Regions from separate parts of the Mus musculus genome. Here all the other regions are linked to region 4. The links are chromatin contacts, called in public promoter capture Hi-C maps. All regions are on one chromosome and are shown on one strand. Each heading gives the region's core, a stretch centred on a gene start, on an enhancer-like site or on the middle of the called end of the contact. The rest is flanking DNA. Distances are from core to core; before and after follow the strand shown.

The links. Promoter capture Hi-C pulls out the DNA fragments that hold promoters and counts their contacts.
Region 1: a contact with region 4 is called in a promoter capture Hi-C map of pre-B cells, with 3 times the contacts expected there. The contact joins the promoter of Igfbp4 here to the promoter of Rpl23 in region 4. A contact is called at or near these places in 3 of 39 promoter capture datasets (erythroid cells, liver and pre-B cells).
Region 2: a promoter capture Hi-C map of liver shows a contact between it and region 4, with 2.9 times the contacts expected there. The contact joins the promoter of Gjd3 here to the promoter of Rpl23 in region 4. A contact is called at or near these places in 2 of 39 promoter capture datasets (liver and pre-B cells).
Region 3: a contact with region 4 is called in a promoter capture Hi-C map of liver, with 2.7 times the contacts expected there. The contact joins the promoter of Wipf2 here to the promoter of Rpl23 in region 4.
Region 5: a promoter capture Hi-C map of erythroid cells shows a contact between it and region 4, with 11 times the contacts expected there. The contact joins the promoter of Smarce1 here to the promoter of Rpl23 in region 4. A contact is called at or near these places in 2 of 39 promoter capture datasets (erythroid cells and pre-B cells).

The regions. Positions count from the first base shown.
Region 1 is chr11:99,039,922-99,042,662 of GRCm38.p6, reverse strand. It overlaps Igfbp4 (insulin-like growth factor binding protein 4), which reads right to left and starts at 1,419. Exons shown (of 4, transcript NM_010517.4): 1 at 818-1,419. The coding sequence starts at 1,166.
Region 2 is chr11:98,981,763-98,984,462 of GRCm38.p6, reverse strand. Gjd3 (gap junction protein, delta 3) reads left to right here and starts at 1,443. Exons shown (of 1, transcript NM_178596.3): 1 at 1,443-2,700. The coding sequence starts at 1,447. The coding sequence ends at 2,283.
Region 3 is chr11:98,862,070-98,864,879 of GRCm38.p6, reverse strand. It overlaps Wipf2 (WAS/WASL interacting protein family, member 2), which reads right to left and starts at 1,282. Exons shown (of 8, transcript NM_197940.2): 1 at 978-1,282.
Region 4 is chr11:97,780,991-97,783,690 of GRCm38.p6, reverse strand. Rpl23 (ribosomal protein L23) reads left to right here and starts at 1,252. Exons shown (of 5, transcript NM_022891.3): 1 at 1,252-1,347; 2 at 1,802-1,885; 3 at 2,229-2,357. The coding sequence starts at 1,335. It overlaps Snora21 (small nucleolar RNA, H/ACA box 21), which reads left to right and starts at 1,925; the gene lies at 1,925-2,052.
Region 5 is chr11:99,229,703-99,232,427 of GRCm38.p6, reverse strand. Smarce1 (SWI/SNF related, matrix associated, actin dependent regulator of chromatin, subfamily e, member 1) reads left to right here and starts at 1,411. Exons shown (of 11, transcript NM_020618.4): 1 at 1,411-2,026.

The sequences.
Region 1 (2,741 bases), core at 170-2,669, 1.3 Mb before region 4:
GGCAGAAAGAGCCCTGCCTTCTCTTCCTTTGCTTTCTGAGCCTTTGGGGGAAGTCCAAGTCGCATGTTCTTTACCCCAGAGGTTCTTCTGAATTGTATGTCCCACTTCACCCCAGGGTGATGAGTGAAAGGCCCAGCCCCTGGCTCCTCACACCTCTCACCTGAGACTGGGTGTGTGGATCAGGCTCTGGATCAGGAACAGAAAGGAACCGTCCCAACACACACACACACACACACACACACACACACACACACACTGCCTCCCGCTCGAATACACATACCATCCTTATCACACAAACGTGCACAAGCACACCATCCTTATCACCCCCACAGACACTTGCACACACGTATGCACATGCGCATGTACACACACACCATCCTTATCACCCCCCACAGACACATGCACACACGTATGCACATGTGCATGTACACACACACACACACACACACACACACACACACGCACGCACACCTTATCATCGCAGTCATCTAACTCTAGATGACAAATGTAACTGAATCAGGTCATTTAACTTACCTCAGGAGCCAGGCTTACCACTGAGGCCAAGGCCCCTCTTCCCAAAGAAGTACTTAGGAGGTTTGAGATGAAGAGGTGGGGTAGGTTTCCCTCGACCAGTGGCAACTGGTGCTGGGATTAAATGCCAGCATTCTTGGCTGTTTCTAAGCTCTGCCACGTACCTCCCTTCTCCTCAACTCACAGGGGGCATTGACGGGCCTTCCAGGCCAGCCAGAATGGGAACTAAGTTGCAGGGAGGAGGGTGTTTGGGAAATGTGGCCGAGGGAAGGTAGGTGTACCTTACCAGAGGTCTGCAGGCTTTCCTGGATGGCTTCGATTTCCGACAGCTCCGTGCACACGCCTTGCCCGTGCATCAATGTACGCAGGGGCTTCTCCACCCCCCGGGGAGGGTAGCAGCGCATGCCTGAGCCACAGCGTGGGGTGTACACCCCGCAGGGCATCCCCAAGCCCAGGGCGCAAGTGGCGCAACAACCGCAGCCTGGCTCCCGCACCAACTCCTCGCAACCCACGGGGGGGCGGCAGCGCGCCAGCTTCTCCTCGGAGCAAGGGGGGCAGTGGATGGCTTCGTCGCCCAGGCTCGGCCGAGGCCCTGCGGCCAGCAGCAGGGCGGCCACGAGGCCGAAGGGCAGCATGGCGAGGACGAGGGTGGGGCGCAGGAGGGGAGCGCGGGCTCGCGAGCGGGCTGCAAGGGACCCGGAGGCAGCGCCCAGAGAGCTTAGAGAACCAGACCCGGAGGGCGCAGGGACACGGGGCGACCCCGGCAGGCAGAGACGGAGCCGGGGAAGTTAGCAAGCACGCTGGAGCAGAGCGAGCCTGGCCACCGAGGCGCTGCGCTGCATCCTCGGCCGGCCCAGCAGGCGGCGGGGGGCAGGGGGCTGAGCGGCTGCCCGGGACCGGCTCCCGGGACTTTATACCGGCCCCCTGGCCACACCCCCAGCGCCGTCCCCGAGGTGGGAGAGCAGGGGAGGGCGAGGGGGAACTGGAGCAATGGAGCGGGAGAAGAGGCCGTTAGGGGGGAGGGGGCGCTGGCCTGAGTCGCCGCCACCGCTACAACATCTGAAAGTCCTTTGCCCCGCCGAAGAAAGCGACGCAGTTTGGAAGCGGTGGCCTGCGCGCGGAGAGCCTCTGAGCTGGACCCTGAAGAGGAAGCAGGGCGAGGGGAAACGAAGGGGATGTTGCTTTGCCCCCCTCCCTCGACCTCGAAGGAGTCCTTCCCAGACACCTAGGAGATCCTCCTGCTGCCACAGAAAACCTGACCTCATAGCGGATTCAAGATTCTCTTGTTCAGTTCCCATCCCTGGCCAGAGTCCTCCGGTCACCCCCACCCACCCCCCGGGTATGTCCAGTCAACCTCTAGAGACCGCGCTAAAGTGGGACAAGGCGACTAAGCACTCTGTAAAGGGTCCAGGAGAGTTCTGGCCTCAAGGTGCTAATAGGCAGTCTTCTCACTTGCCCCTGAACCCCTGTCGCTTGACCCCCGCCCCTGGTTCCATTTGGGCCTTGCTGCACTCTGCTTCCAGAACTCCAGAACAAAGTGCCAAGCCTCTTCCTCCTTCCTAGATGTTGTTCCCTCTACCGCCCTGCTTAGATTCTGGAAGGAGACTGCCATTGGCTTTGTACAAGATGTGAGTCGAACAACTCCAGGGGGCTCCACTTCATGTACTCATTGTGTGTTTGCATAGTTACTGCAACAGTTTCCCAGTAGATGGCAGTCAAAGATTTCCAGAAAGAGAAGCGGCCTTTTAATTTTCCCGACGCCACTTTGCCCCTGGGTGATAAAGGGATTATTGATAAATATATCCCTTCCCCTCGCAGCAATTCTGTTGGAAACGGGAATTGATCTAGAGTCGCGTTTGGAGGAGAGACCCACCTCCTACCACCTTCTTTTTCATTTCTCCCTACGCCTCCTCATCCTCCCCAACCAAGGAGTTCGCTTCTTGTGTCTGTCCAGGCACAGTCGGAGGACCGAAGGATTTTGCGGGTGGATGGGGTCCGGAAGGGTTGGGCTAAACATCCAAGGAGCAACCAACCTAAAGATTTCCTAGACCTCTTCCGGTTCTTTGTCCCAGAGTCGGGGTCTTTCAGCCTCGGAGGAATTAGGCCACCTCCCACTTTCTGCACCGCAGACTGTTGGCGCGGTTGGAGGGAGAAAGGCACCAAGACCCGGACCTGGAAGACTGATCAAAAAGTTGCGAACTGACGGCACC
Region 2 (2,700 bases), core at 194-2,693, 1.2 Mb before region 4:
GACGGGTGTGGTGATGCATACTTAATGTCCTGCACTTGGGAGGCTGAGGCAGGAGGATCATTTACTTCAAGGGCAGCCTGGCCTATACGGTAAGGTCCTGGCCAGCTTGAACTACACAGCGAGACTCTGTCTCGGAACAAAGTAAGAATCTTAGAGTTTAGCTGGCTCAGGTGACAGACCAAGAGATCTTAGCCCAAGTGACCTACATGGCTCATCCAAGGTCCAATAGTGGCAGAACCAAAAGCCCCCCCCCCCCAAAGCCATATTTGTTGTCCCCTAAAAGCCGAAGTTATCTCCCTCTGGCCCACAAGACCCTTCAAAAATGGGGTCAGTTGGTTGTGGTGGACCTAGTCTTCAGTTTGAGGAGTCTGCCAGGAGATAGGGTTCCCATGATTGATCTCTCTGGCTCCCTCAATTAAAAAAAAAAATGTAGCTCTAGTTAGCCTCCGTCCATCGCCAGATGGAGACATGGCTATGGGATGGGCATGGGGGGTAAGGGATGGAAAGAGAAGGCAGGAAGGACCCAACAAGGGGTGTGGCCCTGGATCTATTTCCAGGGTGGAGCCGGACCACAGGTCACCCTGTCCCTTTAAGAGAAGGGGGAGAGCTAGCCCCTCTCAGCCATACTTGTCCTATCATCCATCCCGGCCAAAGCCAAAAAGGAAAATGAAAGAGGGACCCAGAGGGACAGGTCCCAGCTGTCTCTCAAGGTCCTCCGCTCAGCTCTAAGGCCCAGGTCCCGGGGTAAGTGGGGTTGGGGACATCTAGAGGCCACTAAGGGTCTACAGGGACGGGACGTGGTGTATTCTGTGTGTCTGGGGAGGCTTACAAGAGATGCTTGATAATTGCTATCAGAGAGGAGTCGAGGGGGCTGTGCCCGGTCTCCTTGGCTGAGGTTGGTGAGGAAGGGAAGATTGAGGGCGGGCGAGAGATCCTAAGTTGGAAAAACAGGCTTCTGTGTCAGCTTCCAACCCCAAAAGGCGTTCCCTGCTGCGAGGTGAGAGAGAAAGGAGACAGTGGGGGCTCACCCGGCCTGGCCCTCCCCTTGCTCCCAGGGGTCTCAAACAGAAGGAACGTAGAATTCTAGACTCCAGTAGCCGCTCTTGCTCCTGGCACAAAAAGCCAGGCCAGCAAGGTTGGCCCTGAAGAAGAACCTAGAATCTGGGGAACCTTAGGGTCTCCCTAGCCAAGCAGGCCCAGGCCAGGTGTGCGGGGAAATCCCTCCTCAGCACCCCTCTATGCCCATATGAAGGAATCCCATAGCTGAGGATGGACTATCCTCACACTCTGACATTAACTCATTAAACCCCAGAAAATATTCTTTCCCTGGCGCCCTCCGAGATTGTTGAGGGACGGGGGTGGGGGTGGGGGTGGGGGGTGGCGGGGGACAGGGGGTATTCAGCCCGCCCCAGCCTGTGACTACCCCCTTTCCTCGTCCCCAGCGTCATGGGGGAGTGGGCGTTCCTAGGCTCCCTGCTGGACGCGGTGCAGCTACAGTCGCCGCTCGTGGGTCGTCTCTGGCTGGTGATCATGCTGATCTTCCGCATCCTGGTGCTGGCCACGGTGGGAGGTGCGGTGTTCGAGGACGAGCAGGAGGAGTTCGTGTGTAACACGTTGCAGCCCGGCTGTCGCCAGACCTGCTACGATCGCGCCTTCCCGGTGTCCCACTACCGCTTCTGGCTCTTCCACATCCTGCTGCTGTCGGCGCCGCCGGTGCTGTTCGTCATCTACTCCATGCACCAGGCCAGCAAGGAGGCGGGTGGTGCGCAGCTGGCCCCGCCGTGCGCGCGCGGGCGTGCCGAGGCGCCGTGCTCCCCGTGCGCCCTGCGCGCTCGCCGCGCGCGCCGCTGCTACCTGCTGAGCGTGGCTCTGCGCCTGCTCGCCGAGCTGGCTTTCCTGGGCGGCCAGGCGCTGCTCTACGGCTTCCGCGTGGACCCGCACTACGCGTGCGCCGGGCCACCTTGTCCGCACACGGTCGACTGTTTCGTGAGCCGGCCCACCGAGAAGACCGTCTTCGTGGTCTTCTACTTCGCCGTCGGGCTGCTGTCGGCGCTGCTCAGCGTGGCGGAGCTGGGTCACCTGCTCTGGAAGGGTCGCCAGCGCGCCAAGCTGCTCCCGCCGCCGCCGCCGTCGCCCTCTTTGCCATCGCAGCGCGGGGACCCCGACCCTTTCGGCCCGCCAGCCTACGCGCACCGCTCACCGGCAGGCGACAGCGAGGGCGAAGGCGGCAGCGGCCACAGCAAAGCGTCGCTGGCTACCGTGCGCCAGGACCTGGCCATCTAGCGGCGAGATCGGAGGCTGGATATCAGCACCCGGGTCCTTGGAGGCAGAAGGCTTTGCTTCTGAAAGACTGCGTAGGACCCTGCCTGAGCAGAAGATGAGCAGAGGGGACCGCCAGGGTTCGGGTGGGGGAGGTGTCGCACTTCCTAGTGCTGGTTACGGCAGCCGTGTTAAATCAGGGAGGCTCCTCGGTGCTGTGATCCCTGCGGAAAGGGAGGACGCCAAGGGCTCCCCTGAGAGGCGGCAAACCGGCCGTGGGTGACCTGATTGTTGCACCGGGGACAAAAATCAACAGTGATGGCAACATTCCCAGGTTCCCTGCTAATTCAGAGAAGAGTGGTTTTCCGTGAGCGCTCTGCACACACTCTCTCTGGACACACTCAGATGGGTTGGCTGCTCAAGCATAGTAAACCTCTATGA
Region 3 (2,810 bases), core at 33-2,532, 1.1 Mb before region 4:
GAGAAACCCTGTCTTGAAAGAAACAAAACAACAAACAAACAAATATAGTTTACGGGGCTGGGCAGTCATAGTGGCCCACGCCTCCCTCTGAGGTAGAGGCCAGCGGATCACTGTGAGTTCCGGGCCAATCTGGTCTACAGACTCTGAGTTCCAGGACAGTGAGGGTTACACAGACAAAGTGTCTCAAAAAAAAAAAAGAAAGAAAGAAAGAAAAGAAAAGAAAGAGAAAGAGAAAAAGAAAGAAGAATTTCAGGGATCAGATGTAGCAGGTGGATCAGGATTTAAAGGCCAGCAGAAGCGGGGACAGAGGTAGATTCCAGTGCACACCAGCTTCCTCCAGCTCCTCGTTTCAATATTATCCTTCCAGAATATGCCTTCCTAATCAGTAACTCGACCGCACACACAGCCTACGTCTAGCGAGCGCCTTCAGATTTTCATCTTCCCTCAATTTCACGCCGCTCCAACAGGGATCCTTCAACTGCAGGTGCTTCCAAGAGCATCTCAGAACATCACTCCGACTCCCTCTCATCCCACACTCTCAACATCTCCCCCAGTGTAAACACGTTCGCTCTCAATCCTCCTCCTCACCCCGATCAATCCCGAAACGTCACACCGATCCTCCTAAACTCGAGAGCATCCTGCCAATAATTACCTTTCCCCAACAGGTCCTCCCTTCCCCATCTCCCCCTCCGCGCACGGCTCCCCTCCTACCTCACCCAGAGTTGCCAGTCTTACTCACCTCACCCAACCCTTCAGGATCTCTAATTTCCTGTCTCTCAAAAAACCTCCCTCCTGCCCATTTGCTCAGTCGGTCCCCGCCGCCCTCCACTCGGATGGCCCACGCCCCCTCTCCAGGGTCTCCAGGCCCCGCCCCCAGGACCCCCTCTCCGCATCAGGCCCCTCCTCCGGTGTCCCTCCCCCCCCCCACCACAGTCCCCCCTTCCCGGCTCTCCCTCCCACTCAGGTCCGCAGGTCACCTCAGCGGCGGGCTCAGCCGCCCCGGCGTCTTTCCCACTCGGCGGGGGGCTGCTCCGGGAGCGAATCCTCCGTCACCTCAGTCCTGGTTTAGTCCTGCTCGTTCGCCCCGCGGCAAGCTCTCTCGCTCTCTCTCGCTCTCTCTCTCTCTCTCTCTCTCTCTCTCTCTCTCTCTCTCTCTCTCTCTCTCTCTCTCTCTCTCTCGCCGCCGCCCCTTTTACCAACCCGGAAATGGATCCGCTCCCACCGTCCCCAGCGTCCGCGAACAAAATGGAGGCGGGGGAAAAGGAGGAGGGAGCCGAGGGCCGAGGGCCGCGGGACGCATGCGCTCAGGGAAGCCTGCCCTCTACCGGCGCACGTGGGGGCGGAGCGCCACCATCTTGAGAAGGTCGCGAGTCCGCAGTTGGAAGTCCCGTTTGCATCTTGGGACTGCAACTGGGGCCGCCTGCGAGGCTTTCAGTAACGAGTGATGCCAGGATTCGGTCCATGAGATGCTTATTTAATTGGTTGGATGCGGCCTGAGCGTCTCGACCTTTAAAATTGCGCAGGTAGAGAACCAGTGAGCTAACTGATGTATCTCAAGTATGTTTTCTTTCGTGTTTATTTTTTTGCGCGCACACACACACACCATAAGCCCTAATATGGTCTAGAGTACCCTTGAAGAGGCCCAACAGACAAGCTCTGGTTGTCATAGCAACAGAGAGGCGAGCTTCTTCTAGCAGGTCATTGGTTAGGTCGTTGTAACCACTTAACTAGTGATCCCCAGCTCGGTAGGCTGAGGCATGGTGTTGTGAACTCCTCTATAGGTGCTTGGATGAGAGAGGGGAGTCCTTGTCGCTTGCTGGTTTCCATTGCTTAACTCTGTTGCCGATGACTAAGGATCTCATCTTCATACACAAAGCTCGCCACCACACCAAGCAACCCCATTGCTACCCTATGTCTCACTGCTTCTCCATCCAGTCAACCCAGTGACCAGGGCTGAACCTCAAGTAAAAGGCCAATATCAGCTAGCACTTAATCCCCACTCACTAACTGTGTGTTCGTGGGTCTCAGCTACCTCATAGTGTTTGTCCTTTCTCACAGTGCTTGAAGGCTCATCAGGTAATGAATGAATGGGAAAGCATGTGATAAGCCATAGCCTGTTATTATTTTTGTTTTCCCTCTGTTCTGCCCCACCCACTAGTGCTAAATGTCACATTGAACATTTGCTTTGGGCCATTCATTGAGCTCTGTACCTGGGGATGGTTCCAGATGTGACTCAAGCAGACAGCTTCTGCCCTCCGGGAGCTCACCATGCTGGTGTATGGTGCTCATGCGGGCTGGCATGTAAACAGACAGCTGACGTCCAAGTCAGTGTGCGATTAGAGTTGTGACATGTGCCGGGATGTCACAGGAGTGATGAATTCCTGCTGAAGAATGAGAAGAGATTTGTAAATGGTTTGAACTAGCCCCTGCAAGATGAGTAGAATTTTGCTGGGCTCTGTAGCTCAGAGGAGGCAGAGGCAGGCAGATCTCTTAGCTGGGGGCCACCCTGGTCTACAGAGCAAGTTCCAGGACAGCCAGGACTGCACAGAGAAATTCTGCCTCAGAACACCAAAACAAACAAAACAAGAAGAAGAAGGGGGCTGGAGAGATGGCTCAGTGGTTAAGAACACGGATTGCTCTTCCAGAGGTCCTGAGTTCAATCCCCAGCAACCACATGGTGGCTCACAACCATCTGTAATGGGATCTGATGCCCACTTCTGGTGTGTCTGAAGACAGTGACAATGTACACTCATATATAAAATAAATCTTTTAAAAAGAAGAAGAAGAAGAGGAGGAGGAAGAAGAAGAAA
Region 4 (2,700 bases), core at 3-2,502:
ACAAATGGTTGTGAGCCACCATGTGGTCACTGGGAATTGAACTCAGGACCTCTGGAAGAGCAGTCAGTGCTCTTAACTGCTGAACCATCTCTCCAGCCCACTCCTATTATTTAGTATCTATTACCTGCCTCCAACCTCTACCCTGGCAGAGGAAAACCCATAAAGGCAAGAATAATGCTCTATTTTATTCCCTCATGTAATCTGGACAGAATCTGGCCCTGATATAAGTATTCAACGCACATTTGAATGAATGTTTCAACAGAAGGTAAGGAAAATAGGGAGAGGTTGAGGTAGTAAAAGGGGAAATTAATATTAATAAATTAAAACATGTCCAGTCGGGCGTGGTGGTGCACGCCTTTAATCCCAGCACTTGGGAGGCAGAGGCAGGCAGGCGGATTTCTGAGTTTGAGGCCAGCCTGGTCTACAGAGTGGGTTCCAGGACAGCCAGAGCTATACAGAGAAACCCTGTCCCCCCAAACAAAACAAAACAAAACAAAACAAAACAAAACAAAACCTGTCCATCTTGATTATAAGCAAGCATAAACTATCCTATATTTAAGCTTTACGAAATTTTGCACATCTTTAAGAAGCAACAAAGCCAATCAATCGGTCACGGTTAGCTGTGGGCTAAGTCTAAGAATAATTAATAATAAGGTACTGAGTTGTAGTCCGAGCGGCTGTGTGAATGTCACTAATAGAGTATTGTTAACTCTCATGACGAAAGAATGTTATGGTACCAAACACACAGACTCATCTGTAGCGCTCCACTTAATTGTTCCACAGCCAAATGAAACCATTCTGAACTTGCTCTTGCCCCATGTGTCTGTTCTTTAGGAACCCTTACAGAAGAATTTATTTTACTCATGTATTTATTTGTTTTGAGGAAGGATCTCATGGGTAGCTGAGGTGATGTTGAAATCGCCGCAATTCTCCTGCTTCAGCTCCCACGATGCCGAGATTATTGGCGAGCACCACCACACCCGCAGCAATAATTTTCGAATCCCTGTTATCCAGAGAGGGGCTTGGCCACAGAGCTCAAAAGAAGCTGTTAAGCAAATTTTAAAAAGCCAAAAGGCAATGTGTCCATATCGCCAATTACTTCCGAGGCGTTGGGTGTAGCCCCAAAATTACTCGCCCCTACACATCTTAAGCGCAGCTTTCCCACGCAGAACGGTCCCGCGGAGGCCCAGGCCTTTTACGTCATCTAGCTGCGACCCGGGGAGGGAGGCGGGCTGGACGAGGTCCGGTCACGTGGCTGAGTGGGCGGGGCCTCCCGTTCATATCCCAGTGTCCCCTGTACTAACTTCCTTTCTGACCCTTTCCGGGCGTTCAAGATGTCGAAGCGAGGTGAGGAATTTTGAGTTTGGGGATCCGTTGGCATCTGCCGCGCGGGATGGCCCGCCCATCCCTTGGCGACGGCCCCCGGCGGCGGTGATAGTTTACAGTCCCGGGGCCGGAGATAGAGAAGATGGGGGCACCGCGGAGGCCTAGAGGGAGCCCTGAAAGAGGGCGATGCCAATGGTGTTGAGCTGGTGTAGGAGCGGAGCATGGGGCCGAACGGAGAACGTGGGGTCGACGGGACTGCGCGATATCTGCGGTCCCCGCAAATGCAGACGAGGTTGGAGCCTCGCAGTCTCCTTCTTCCGCAGGAGGATGCAAATAATGGGCACGGCCGGGTCCCGTGACAAGTGCGTGGTAGCCGGGGAGCGGCCGGCCCTCGCCGAAGCGTGTGCGGTGGGTTATAGTTGGGAACTGTGAGACCGAATGTGGACCCTTGTCCTGTCTGTTTCCCTCCCCGCAGGACGCGGTGGGTCCTCCGGGGCGAAATTCCGGATTTCCCTGGGTCTTCCGGTCGGAGCTGTGATCAACTGTGCAGACAACACAGGTGAGGCCTTCGGCCGCGTCCTGCCACCGTCCCCTTTTAAAAGCACTCAGTGAGCCTTTTGCTAGTGACCCACTGAGCCGTCAAGAAGGGGCAGAGTGAAAAACACCACTTTTGGGTGAAGTGGCAACGTGTTGTGTTGTTTAACTTCAATCGGTGTTGTGACAAGACACTTCTGAAAGATTACTTACAAGCCCGATGAGTTTTACGAAAACGGTTTGTTTTGGTTTGTTTGTGTTCATGCTTTTCTGAGACTGAGTTACTTGGTGTATAGCCTTGCTGACTCTATATTGTGAATTCTGCCGGTCTCATACAAAATTTACTTTTGTTTGTTTTTTTCCTATAGGAGCTAAAAACTTGTATATCATCTCTGTGAAGGGAATCAAGGGACGGCTGAACAGACTTCCTGCTGCTGGTGTTGGGGACATGGTGATGGCCACAGTTAAGAAAGGCAAACCAGAACTAAGGAAAAAGGGTGAGCGGGGAGGAGAGCTTGTTTTTTTGTTTGGTTGCTTGTTTTGGTTTGTTTGTTTGGTTTTTTTTTTGACAGTGTTTTTCTGTGTAGCCCTGGCTGTCCTGGAACTCACTTTGTAGACCAGGCTGGCCTCGAACTCGCCTGCCTCTGCCTCCCAAGTGCTGGGATTAAAGGCGTGCGCCACCACGCCCGGCCCTGGGAGGCTCCTTAAGTCGTAGTGGAAGGTAGAAGTTCTCTGGGTGTTGGAAGATGGGATCTTAATTCTGTGGCTGTCAAGGAAGCTACACATGTGAGAGCCTTTGAGATCAATGCCTCAGCTCCCTGTTTGAGACAAGGCTTGACT
Region 5 (2,725 bases), core at 162-2,661, 1.4 Mb before region 4:
GGGGAGATATAATAGTAGACAGCATTATTTGAAAAGTGCTGCAGGCCGGGTGTGGTGGCGTACGCCTTTAATCCCAGCACTCGGGAGGCAGAGGCAGGCAGATTTCTGAGTTCGAGGACAGCCTGGTCTACAGAATGAGTTCCAGGACAGCCAGGGCTACACAAAGAAACCCTGTCTCGGAAAACCAAAAAAAAAAGAAAAAAGGAAAGGAAAGAAAAGTGCTGCAGGACCTGTTCGGGACCCTGGATTCAATCCCTAGCGCCTCACAGAAGTAAAAAGAACAAGAAAGAATGCCATGCCGCTGTCCACTTAGAACTCAATCAATTCCCCTTTTTTAAGCCAATTTTGTGCCAGCCCTTTCCCACCACAGCATGCAGACACCGCTGAGTTTCAGAGAACTAACTGCCCAGCTGGGAATGGCACCTTGCAGCATGCATGCGCGTGCACACATGCTCCGGAGCACTGTGCCTGTACCCCCTTTTCCACCATTCCATAGTCCTTGCTAAGACCGGGAAGTAACAAGGCTGGAATTACTGGGCAGAGGAAGAAGCCACTGGATCCCTGCTGTAATTGTGTGGATCCTACATTCACCTTCTCTATGCTCTTTGTGTTAAAAAAAAAACATTTTCAGATCATTCCCTTATGCTATGCATTCATCTGAAAACAAAACAAAACAAACCTCTCCTTTAGTCTTTCCTTACAATACCGGTTCATTTCGATAATTTCACCAGAGTATGAAAATATTGGGCGATGGAAGAACTGGACAGTATTATCACTTATCACTTCTAAAGATACCTCACTTCCTGTTGTCACAACCAGGATAAGGGCCAACAGGTAGTCCCAGCATTCAGCCAGTTTCTCTAGATGCTAACATTGACCTTAGATAACCACAGATGCTCTGTTCATTTTTCCTCCACCGTGACGTGACCCACACTAGCCAAGTGTTCTCTACTTTGTATAATCCGCCAAAGTATTCGTTAATTAGTTTAAAAAAAAAATAGCCCTGGAATGGTCCAGAAAGGTGGCTCCACGCACACTCACTGAACAATTACATGTCTAGCCCTTAGAAATCATTGGTAATTATGAAATTGTCCGGTCCAGATGCCTAAAACTTTGTTTTCAAGACTTTCCAAGATAGCAGATGGCCCAATCCCATATAGAGGGTATCAGATACAGGACCGGCTTGGGAAAGTTCCAGGAGGGCATCACAAAGAAACACTGAACTGTTTAAAGACAAGCGAGGCTGAGCTGAACTGGCCCTCCTGGGAAGGGATGTGAATTGTCACAGGTATGCCAGCTGGAAGGAGTGAGCTGACATCTGAGGACCCTAGGCGCAGAAACCCGCCGCCATCACTCGACCTCTAGAAACATCTGGGAAAACTACAAAACTCCCGTGTTGCTTTTCGCTTAGGCGGAGGCAGGGGAGCCCCGCTGGGCGCCAGCAAGGACCTAAACGCAGCGACCCGGGTCCTCCCCGCCTACATTCTCCATCTTCTCCATTCATACGTCCATCAGCGGAGGACTGAAGACCAGAGCGAAGGGAAAAGCCAGAGTGCATGGTGTGTGGGAACTGCGTCCCACCCTCTCCCGGGAGAGGCTCCGGCGAGCCTTTCCCCTCCGGCGCCCGCCTCACGCGGCGGCGCCCACCGCCTCAGTGAAGCCCCGGGCGCGCAGTCTGCGCAGTTCCTGCCGCCGGGCCGCGAACCAGGGCCCGCAACGCGGCCCAGCCTTCTCCGCCCTCCTCGCCGTGACGAATCGGCGCCCGACTGGGACGGGATCCAAATTGGAAGACTTCTGAGGAAACCCAGGAGCCTGACGAAATTTTTTTTAAAAATCCTTGGCGCCCTAAGCCTCGCCGCGTGCTCACTGGAAGGGCTGTTCGTCTGCCGGGAGCCGGCCGCGGCCGGCAGACAATTCCCGGGAGCGTGTGGAAAGTGCGAGCGCGGAAGCTCCGGCGCGAGGGGCGGGGCGAGCGCGGGACAAAGGGAAGCGAAGCCGGAGCTGCGGGCGCCTGCTCGGCCCGCGGGTGAGTGTTTCCCAGTGGGCCCAACCCGGTCGGGGAAGGGTGGCGAGCGGTGGTGTTTCTGCTTGGCGGGACCCCGAGCTCCCGCGGGGTGCTGGGGTTCGGCCTCGGCTGCGAGGCGGGAGCTAGAGCCGGTGCGGCCTCGGTGAGGCCTAGCGGCGGCGGGGCAACCCCGTCCGGAACAGCTCCTCGGAGGCGCCGGTAGTCCCTTTCCGCGGGACTCCCGACGCCGGTGAGCACCAATGCACAACCCCCTGCAGGGGAGTTTCCAGAAAAGCTCGCCCTCCGCCCGCCACAAAACTCCAGGGAAAGGATCTCCGGAAACCCTCTGGGCAAGGCCAGCGGGGATCCTCACCCACCACGAAGGTGGTCGTCCCCCCCCCCCTTTGTTTATTTTTATTTTTTATTTGGTTCAGGCAGCGACTTAAGGATTCCCGGGGTGGCCTGGAGTGAAGTCTGAGACGGTGTGGGTTGGGTTTAAACCCATCTCTGACAATTCCGGGTCTCTGGCCTTAGACACTTAATCGCCCCGAGACTGTTTTCTTCCTTTGTAAAATGGGGACAGTCATACGCATCGGGTAGGGTCGTTGTGACTAGTGAGTAAGACTGTGTTATAAGCCTGACCAGTAAGGTAATTAATTCAATAAATACAGAGTTGCGTCCCAGGCACAATGGTTAGATCCACTCACTACTAGAGTTTAT